2 separate regions of the Pan troglodytes genome follow, and region 1 is linked to region 2. Evidence: chromatin contacts called from public Hi-C data. All regions are on one chromosome and are shown on one strand. The core of a region is the stretch at or near the end of the contact, and the rest is flanking DNA. Distances in the headings are between cores, read along the strand shown.

Region 1 (5,240 bases), core at 153-2,652, 120 kb before region 2:
ACTTTTTAATTGTAATTATTAATGTGTAGATTCTTTCTGCATGTAAAACTATATCATTTGAAAATACTGACAATCTTGATTTTTTACCTTTTAATCATATATATATATATTTTTTACCATTGTTTTCCAGTACTTTTGAGACAATGTTGTTAAGTGATAATGAGAATCTTGGGCTTATTCCTAATATCAAAGGAAAAGGTTTCAACATGTCACCATCAAGCATGTGATGTAGGAATAAGGACCTTCTTACTTATTGAAAACAGTGGAGTAAGGACCTTTTTGTTTTGACCATGACAGGAATTTGGAGAGGGGTTGACTTGGCTTGGCAGTTCATCTTTGACCCATGTGACTTTAGCTGGGGTGGCTAGGATCAGAGGCTCTCTACTTTCAAGATCACTTTTGCATCCATACGTCTGGAGCCTTGGCGTCTTTTGGATTCCCATTCTCTACTTGGCGTCTCATTCTCCCGGACCTGTCCACAGGGCTCGGCTCTTTGTAGCACAGCAGTGTCAGGAGACCTGGACCTGGTGAATGTCAGTCTGGCTTCTGCTAGAGCACATGTTCCTCTTTCAGATGTAAAATCCCATGAAGTGGTGCCTGTGAGGTCATAGAAATTGCAATTAAACATATCTGTTAAATTAAAAATCAATTTCCAATCTAAACTTTTTTTCTATGCAGGAGTTTAAAAATAATAATTTCAACGTTTGTCATAGCTGAATTTTAGTACTATGGAGTAAAGAAAAAAATAGGTGATTCCTTCTATTTTGTGATAACAAAGTTTTCCTTTTGAGGTTAAATGAAGGTATCTAGGGCAGGAGGGAGAGAGGAAGGTGCATGTGTGCATGGAAGATGAGGAGGTGGGCGCGGTATCCAGTGTAGGTGAGGTACAAGTGGGAAAGTGAGCATGTAAAGACGAGAGTGGGTGGACCACAGGAAGCTGGGCGGACCACAGGAAGCTGGCTGGAAAAAAAAAGTCTTTGGCTTTACCTAGTTAAAAGCAAGAAAAAAGCAACCCAAAGACAAGCGGAAAATCTCACAGGCAAAGTCTATAAAGGAATGGAAACAAAAAAATAAGCCCACATGTGTTCAGGGAAAGGTGAAGTAAAGTGGCTGGCCAGCTGCAGTCTGCTGTGTAATTTTTGTATTACTTCGCAGTAATGTATACAGTAAGATAGTCTAATGAACAACAACAACAACCAATAAAAGAGCCAATGCTTCCTGGAAAAACAAATAGAACATTTTCTTTTTGAAAACTTAGATTTCTGAGTTTATGATTCTAGTGGTTTAAAAAAATGCGCTATTGAAATTGAAAGAATGTCAAATTAGGGAGTTGGACGATTTAATCTTTGGTCTTAAGCTGAATATTGTACTTAGGTGTTCTTCCACTAGGTGTCTCTTTGCATACATGTTATGATTTCAGAGAAAGCGAATCTATTCCTGACGGCATTCGCTTATGTGGATTGTGTCAACAAATATCTCCATTTGGGATGGGGGGTATTTAAGAATGACTTTAATTTAACAGTTCTTCCTAAAGAATAAATAGGTGTGTTTTAGTGACATCTCTCATTCTTGCTTTAGATGTTTTGGAGACACTAACCCAGATTTTTCAGCAGATGCAAAATTGAGGTCCTTGTGCCTGTGTGGTTTCCAGCATGATATGGTTTAAGCCTTCAATTCATAGCCTGCCCATGTGGGATTCTGACCAGGACGTGAGCCCTTCATAGTTTCTGAATGAAGCCTCACCTAGGATGCGCAATTCCCAAACAAGCTGCGTGCAGCTCGTCAGTGTCTCTTTCTGAGAGCTGTATTGCCTGCTGATCAGACCCTTCCAGACCACACAGTGGCAGCTGATCTGTGATCCCACGAGTAGCCCTTTGGCAGCCACATTATCACTGCTCGTCACCGTAGGTCCCTCTGAATTGTCTAAATTTAGTAAATAGCTTACTCATTCTAACTTGTCCTAAAGTTGAGGCAGGGCCAATATAAGTCAACAGATATTTGTTAGGTGCCTACTGCATGTCTTGCCCTGAGTGTCTGTAAGAATTATTAGACTCATTCATTCTCTAAGAATGTAATGAGATCTACTGTTTGCAAAAAGAAAATAAAAGCCTGCTTCTAAGGAGAATTTGAAAAGGCAAAGATTATTGAGACAGCACTGCTGATGACCATAGGGCCCTGGACCTGGAGTCTGAAAATCTGAATTCAAATTTGGCTTTAACTTGCTACCTATGTAAACTAGTTAGTTCACCCACTCTGTATATTCGTTTTTTCACGTGTTAAAGTATAAGTTACTTTACAACCTTGCTGTGAAGACTGAAAACAGTTTGCAACAGTTCTGCCAAATATCATTATAAGAGCCTCCAAGAGAAGTCACTCTATTCTGGGCAAAGCAGCCCTCACCATGATTATATACAGTAGTTTATCTCCTTATGGTCTCTCTTGTCTGATAACCCTTGGGCATGACCTTTGCAAAATTACAAGGCCCCTAAAATGATCTTTTCTTTTATTTCCTCCTTCCCTCCCTCCTTCCCTCCCTCTTTTCTTTTCTTTTTTTTTCTTTCTTCCTCCCTCCCTCCCACCTTTTCTCTGTCTTTCTTTCCTTTTCTCTCTCTCTCTCTTTCTTTCTTTTCTTCTGAGATGGAATCTCTCTCTGTTGCCCAGGCTGGAGTGCAGTGGCACAATCTCGGCTCACTGCAACCTCCACCTCCCAGGTTCAAGCGATTCTCCTGCTTCAGCCTCCCGGGTAGCTGGGATTACAGGCACCTGCCACCATGGCCAGCTAAATTTTTTTGGTATTTTTAGTAGAGATGGGGTTTCACCATGTTGGTCAGGCTGGTTTTGAACTCCTGACCTCAAGTGATCCACCCGCCTCGGCCTCCCAAAGTGCTAGGATTACAGGCGTGAGTCACCGTGCCCGGCCCCTAAAATGATATTTCTTAAGGAAAAATCTAGCCAGACAAAAGGGGTTTTGGCTCCAACTCTAGAGCAATGGGTGCAAGCGGCTGACAGCTTTTATAATCATTTTTTTTTCTTGGCTGCCTTCTAGCCAGTGAATGTCCAGTTGCAGAGTCCTCTGCTGTATGGGGTATAGCTGCTCACTTTGGTGTAAAGGGCACTGAATGGAATAATGTTTGGCAAAGCAGAAATAAAGTGACTGGCTGCCTCAGAGCCATGTACACTGTCTGAATTTCACCAAGTAGAAAAACATTTCATCTTCTGCAGACAGAAAATGTAATTATTATTCATGTGGAGAAATGGAGAGATGCAAATTGCAGAAAGGTAAGGGCCATCACTTGCTATTCCTATCTGGCTCATTCTAGAGCACTGTATCAGCTCTTGCCCCACCGGCTGGAGTGAAGCAAACTAGGAATTGGGGATGTTATTTGGGGGATACCCGAGTTGGGACCTGGAAGGAACCAAGCTGTGCTCATGGAACAGACAGTAGTAGATTGCAGTGGGCCTCATAATTGATACCTTGTCTAGGAGCTACCAGTGTTACCTGTGTCCTCATTAGGGAGCTGGCGCCCTTTTTCTCATATGATGTAGCAGCTTGAGGACAGTACAAACTTTTGAGGTGGCTCCTGCAGTTTCAGTCACAATCCCTTAGAATCACACTTCAGCATACAGCTAGCTTGGATCTTAGAGTAACTGGCTCCTAGAAGTTCCTTGGATCTGGAGCTGGCGTAGGAGAGGCAGGTGTGATGGTGTGTTTTGTCTGCATTGGTAAAACTGAACAAGAGCTGCCACTAGGGTGTGTGTGTTTATGTGTCTTTGAGGGGTAGGTGAAAATATGCATTGTAGGACCCCTGCCTATATAAATCATTGGAATCATTGAACATCTATCCCTGTTTTGGAGAACCAGTGACAACAACTACTCTCCAGGCAGGTGTCATGGAACTTAAGACAACCACAGAACAAACCCAACTCTGTAGAAACAAGTCCCAGTGCTTTTCAGGGCGTCTGGTCTACCCCATGTTCTGGTAAAGGGAACCTTGATTGGGCGCAACCAACACAGGGTGCATGTGGGCCAGGGCTGAGCTCTGGGTGTTCTGAGGAGGATTGGCCAGGGTGTGGCCCACGGCAGGTCTCTGCTTGCCCCAGTCTAATGGCCCCTGCAGGTACAGACCACATTTTAGAAGTTTCAGGTTCAGGAATCCCACAGAAGGACAAGAGACCCCTGTAGTTCAGCAACTCAGGGGAGCTTTGTACCTCCAAGAGGGGCATGGCCAATAGCCATTGGCATTTGGTAGGCCCTTCCAGGATGTAAAAGAGGCAAATCGTTTGAGATCTCTTGCAGTTTTCCACCTGTTTGTTACTATGGTAAAATGGTCCACTGGGAGGAAAGATTGACATTATTGGCTGAAAGAAAGTCTTTTATCTCCCTTAGCTTTGTGGATTTTGTGTGTCTGAGCCTTGATTGTCAGGGCTGACAGCTTATGTGGGAATTTGTGAGGGGAAAGCAGGGAAGAGGCCTGCCAGTCTCCACAGATGATGGATTGCAGTATTTTTATGGTGTCAAAAATAAAGTAATTTTAAGCATCATAGTTTCTCTGTTTGAAAAAAGCTGTGGTTCTTAAAACCATCTGTCAATTCATCATCAAAGTGGAGAGAAGGCAGGAAAGAAATGCAACGAAATGAGTGGAAAAGACAACAATAAAAAAGGGAAGATAAACGAAAGAGAAAGAATGAGAATATTCTATAGCAAGTAGAAAATGGATTGGAATCAGAATGACACTTTGAGCTTAAGTTAAAAAAAAAAAAGCAGTCAGGCACGGTGGCTCATGCCTGTAATCCCAGCACTTTGGGAGGCTGAGGTGGGTGGATCACGAGGTCAGGAAATCGAGACCATCCTGGCTAACACGGTGAAACCCCGTCTCTACTAAAAATACAAAAAATTAGCCGGGTGTGGTGGCGGGCGCCTGTAGTCCCAGCTACTCGGGAGGCTGAGGCAGGAGAATGGCGTGAACCCGGGAGGCGGAGCTTGCAGCGAGCCGAGATGGCGCCACTGCACTCCAGCCTGGGCGACAGAGGGAGACTCTGCCTCAAAAAAAAAAAAAAAAAAAGAAAGAAAGAAAGAAAAAAAAAGAAAAAAGAAAAAGAAAAAAGCTTAAAATAGTTTGGATGAAGCTATTTTCTCCTTCATAAAGTTCCTGAACAAAGTCACAACCCCAAACCTCCCCTGCCGCATATGTCACTGTACACAGACTGGTAGGGAAGTCATCTTGCATTTGCTTCCTTCT
Region 2 (5,002 bases), core at 1,210-3,709:
TGCTTGAGAAAAATAGAAATACTATTGATTCACTGGTGTTATGATGTTGCACTGTGTCTGAGGAATGCTCAGGAAATCTTGTGGGAAAAAAATGGGGCATGCATTCATAATTTTTCGTTTTCTTCCCCACCCCAACCCCCATGAGCTCTTTAATTTAGATTTCTATCTCTTGTAAGTCACTCTTTTAACCAGCAAAGGACTTTCATCTTAGATTATCCTTTCTATTAAATAAACTTTAAGCTTTGTGCCATTTATGCCTGCAAACCTTAGACCAAAGGCAACACAACTAATGTCATCTTTTCATTAAAGACTAATAGAAATTTAGAAATCATTGTGTTAAAGAGAGCTATAGAGAAACAATATGAAAGTCTTCCCTTACTAATCACCATGAATATTTCTCACCATAAGAATAACCACAACCCACCAAGTACCCATGTTGGCCCTGCCTACCCCTAACAAATTGTTCACACAACCTATTTTGTTTTATAGCTTCAAAGTGTGGCTTGACATTCAAATGGAAGGAACCACCTGAATTATATCTGCAAACAAAATGGAAATAGTTGTTGAATAGTTCCCCAAGCTTTACTAAGAAGCCTTAATACTCTGTAAACAAACAAACAAACAAAAAACAACCTTAGCATTAAGAAATAAAAACAAAAAACAAGAAGCAAGTTGTACTGCTAGAAACTTCTCTAAGATAAGAGGCCAGGCCAATCAGTTTGGCCCAGCAAACATGTGGGTACTTCTCCACCTAGGGAAGCCACTGAAGATGAGTTTGACCAGTGGTGACCTGACAGAGGGAACATTCAGATCCTCAGATTGCACCCTGATGCCCTGGTTTAGGAGAGCAGTGCTTTAACCTTTTGGCCCTGGAAATTACTGGTTCTCTCTGTGATTAGCAGATACCAGAAGGGAAATTATTTAGGATTGGCAATGTAAAGAGTATTGAAGGAACGACAAATAACAATAGCAGAAATAACAGTGTGACATAAAGTGCCCTTCCACCTATTTTTCTTTGGTTTGCAACATCAACCTGTAGACTTCCAGTTTTTCTTAAATTGAAGAGCTCCAGACACTTTTGAGCAGGGTTTGTGAATACCTTTGAATGCTTTCCTTTGGCTTTTCCTGAAGACATATTTCCCCAACCTTTCAATTGTAAACTCCTTTAGTACCATTCAAACTTAAAGGCAAAAAAGATCCCTGGGATTACTTAGCCAAGGCTTAAAATTATTTTTCAAAGTCAAGAACATTAGCCTAGAAATTTTTGCTTTGCTAGTTAAAGCTTACTTTGCAGAGCTTCCCAAAGTGAAAGGGAAACTGAACTTCACAATTTTGCACCTGGCTTTCTGGAGCCCCATTGCCTGCTCATTCGTGTTTTTTCTCCTGTAAATTATTTTGCTTTTGACCAGGTTGTGCTAGAAAGTAGGGCTGCTTCTGTGAGTTCTCAGCCTAGGCTGTGGCCACTAAGACGTGGGTGGGGGGATAGACAGGAGTGAGAGGGAGAGTGGGTGACACTTTCCATGACACTTAATGTAGGAAGACATGGGCTTCTCTCTCTTGGCCTCAAGCCACTTTTCTGGTCCAAAGAATATTGGGAAAACTGGATTACTTTCAGTATATTTCTTGAGACCGGGTCATCTCTGAAATGCATTTGGGGTAGTTTCATGGGGTCCAAGGGCCAATTCCTATACCCAGTCCTGCAGTGTCTGTGAGCTGTGGAATGAGAGAGAAAACCATGGCTGCTCAGGAAGGAAGTGGAGAATCTCTCAGCACACGTAGATCCAAATCTGTGGCACCTGCTAAAGATTAGGATTTGGAGAGGACTCCTCTTTGGGGTTGTGAAGAGGACCTTTTCCCTCTGTTGTTAACCTGTAGATCCAGAACGGAGCCTGATGTGATGCCTTCACTGGCTGATATATTGCAAATAGACACTCTGAGCCCTGCATTGCAAGGGCGTCTTTTGCTTTAAAGAATTCTTAGTTTTGCCACAACAGCTCAAATCTCAGAATAGGATCACAGGCCTAGAAAGACTCCTAAAGTATAGGATTACAAAGACTCCAGGAAGCGTAAGAAAGAGATTGTGTTTGGAGTCAGATTTCAATGTGAAACCCATGCCTTATATTTACACAGCACTTTGTAGTTTGCAAATTAATGTGTTTTCAGCCCCCTCCCGCTGCCCCATGCTCTATGTGAGATGATTGTGGATTATTACAGTGAAGTGCCTGGCCCAGAGCCCCCAGTGATGAAGCAGGAACTTGAGTCTCAGGACTCCCAGCGGCTCTCTGCCCATTTCCTCCTCTCCGCCCCCCATCTCGCTTCACCTGTTACCTTGTGAAGTTGCTGTTGGCACATAGCCCACTAGGAAACCAAGAAGTTTGACTGGGAGTGTGTGTTTCATTGCACTGGGCTTAGCATACGGCCGGCCCTGGTGGCTGTTTGGCTAAATTCTCCATTTGAAACCTAAAGGGCCCTCTCTGTGCTTGAGCACAGTCTCCTCCTAATGGTCCTGCCTCAACCTGCTGGTGGGCTGTCTATGGATTGGGGTTTCACCTAATCATGCTGTGTTTCCTTTCTTTTCTTTCTGTACATTAGACTACTTGGGAGGTGCTGTGTGATCCTTGGATGAAAAACATGTATTTAAAGAAATGGAGAGTGTTCATTTTGTTTGCTTTTTGAGGCATGTGCTGTCAGATGTCAGAGACCCAACTTAGTGATTAGAGGTTGGTCCTTTGACCTTCTTCTCTTAATTGCTTTTCATGTAATCATGATAATTTACTCAGGTAGCACTCCAGTCACAAACAATGTCACAGAGATGAAACAGATTCAAAGAAAAAATATTTTTAAGTCTTTTGAAAAGAAGTGCTATTCAAATTTAAGACATGTTTAAATTCATAGGTACATTATCTCTTAGTAAGAAATACTTTTTTTTTTCTTTTTTTAGACAGAGTCTTGCTCTGTTGCCCAGGCTGGAGTGCAGTGGCACGATCTTAGCTCACTGCAACCTCTGCCTCCCTGGTTCAAGTGATTCTCCTGCCTCAGCCTCCCGAGTAGCTGGGACTACGCCCAGCTAATTTTTATATTTTTAGTAGAGACCGGGGTTTACCATGTTGCCCAGGCTCGTTTCAAACTCCTGACCTCAGGTGATCTGCCTGCCTCTGCCTCCCAAAGTGCTGGGATTACAGGTGTGAGCCACCACACCTGGCCGAAAGACAGTATTTTAATATAGCCACATACATGATTTAATGAGTAATGTTAAGTACAGAAAAGCTGCCATATCCACATAGTTTTAGGGGGCATTTCTTCTTCAGTCTAACAAGAATATGATATCCAATTGTGGTTTTCCAATTTATTTCTCTTCCAATTTCTTTTGTATACCTCACAGGAGAAATTGAATCCTAGAACTGGGAGATGACTGCCCTGCCCAGGGTTTTGTAATACATAATTGAAAATAAAAGTCCCTGAAACTAAATGTTTGCAGCCTGTATGAAATGGACTGTGGAAGGGGGATAATTTCTCTCCTCACAGAAAGCCACTCGTCTCCTTGAATGAGGCATTGAGCAGACACACGTTTCTCTGTGTCATGGGGCAGGAAGCAATTCCCTTGCCTCTTCAGCACATCTCAGTTCTTTCCCACATGACCCCAGAACCACATAGAAAACATTGAAAATAATGGATTTTTCATTGAAAAAAGCTTTACATTTCTCTTGCTGTAAGGAGACTTAACTGCTCTGTATTTGAATTTTTTTTTTTTTAACCTTTAGCCCAAAAGGGAAGTGTGCCTCGTGGAAAGAGCAAATGCCGTAAAATAGAAACCAGCAGTTTTAATCGCCATATATTTTAATGTGCTTGCATGATGGGAATGTGACTTTTAGCACTGCATGGTGTTTGGGGGCAAGATATTAATGTGGAAATCTTAGCTTAAGTTTTACTGTGCTCTCATCCTGTGTCAGCTACCCCTCTAAACTGAAAAAGAGGCATGGCTCATTTCTCTCCTGCTTTATGTTTTTGAGGTTGACTTGTAAGATAAAAATAAGAAAAAAAATATATCTAGTCAAATGATATGAAAAAAAGTTGAAATATACTACTGGTGTTCATTTTCTGTCCTGCAGTGTTGCTTTCTCGAAGAAATAAACATGTGGCTGGAAGTGTTTAATGGCTGCGTTTTGATCGTCTACAACAAGGTTACAGTGCCCTCTCGTGGCAGTCATCAAAATCGCTTCTAGACTTGTTTTTATTTTTAAATAAAAGATCTAATTATATTGGAAATCTCTTTCAACAATAACCGATGTGGTCTTTTCCAGTGGTTCTCAAGTTACAGGTTTATTAATACAATAATATTTAGATTTTTCAAAAATTGCCATTGGACCACTAAATTTGACTTGCACCTTGTATTAGTTATTATTTCTAGGCACCCACATTTTGTTTAAAGAATTTTTAAAATTTGCATATTATAAAAGTTACAAAATGTGGTACACAAGCTGCTTAAAACATATGAGATATTTATTTGAAAATGAACAAAGAAAATAATGAAATAGCCTAATAAATTGCCTTTCTTTGGATCCACTGATCAGAGGGAATCAGCCTGCATTTGAACTGATTCATGCTCCTTGACTGCTGTCTACACACACAGTTTTCTTTTTGTTCCTGACTCTCTCCCAAGTCTCACCTCACAAGCCAAGCTCCACCTTCTGTCTTCTTTGTCCTGCCACCACCAAATATTTCTAGGCTCCTACATGGAAGCAGTAAAAATTATTTTAGACCAAAGGGATTAGTAAAAGGTATAGGCACCATGCGTTTCCTGATTTCTGGAACAATCTCATATTATTTCCTATTCCTGATATAACAAATTACCACAAATAGAGCAGCTTCAACAAATTTGTGAACTCACAGTTCGAGGAAGGTTGCACTCCTTGTGGAGGCTCTGGGGGAGAATCCATTTCTTTGCCCACTCCCTGGGCTACAGGTGCCCCACTTCGCTTGTCTCTGAGCTTCTTCCTCCAGC

Evidence for each region. Hi-C and Micro-C count contacts between places; a contact is called where the count stands out from the background.
Region 1: a contact with region 2 is called in a Hi-C map of a lymphoblastoid cell line, with 13 times the contacts expected there. The contact joins two enhancer-like sites. A contact is called at or near these places in 5 of 7 Hi-C or Micro-C datasets (blood, induced pluripotent stem cells, a lymphoblastoid cell line and 1 more).

The regions. Positions count from the first base shown.
Region 1 is chr5:166,246,038-166,251,277 of NHGRI_mPanTro3-v2.0_pri, reverse strand. All of the region lies in intron 2 of IPCEF1 (interaction protein for cytohesin exchange factors 1), which reads left to right. Among named protein-coding and RNA genes, the nearest start is that of IPCEF1, 81 kb to the left of the region's middle. Within about 2 kb of position 1,402, at least 3 of the 24 cell types and tissues checked have an H3K27ac peak or open chromatin away from gene starts, as enhancers often do. A contact at or near this core is called in a lymphoblastoid cell line, where this site is marked.
Region 2 is chr5:166,126,543-166,131,544 of NHGRI_mPanTro3-v2.0_pri, reverse strand. IPCEF1 (interaction protein for cytohesin exchange factors 1) reads left to right here. Exons shown (of 12, transcript XM_009452260.5): 12 at 1-4,153. Among named protein-coding and RNA genes, the nearest start is that of OPRM1, 120 kb to the right of the region's middle. Within about 2 kb of position 2,459, at least 4 of the 24 cell types and tissues checked have an H3K27ac peak or open chromatin away from gene starts, as enhancers often do. A contact at or near this core is called in a lymphoblastoid cell line, where this site is marked.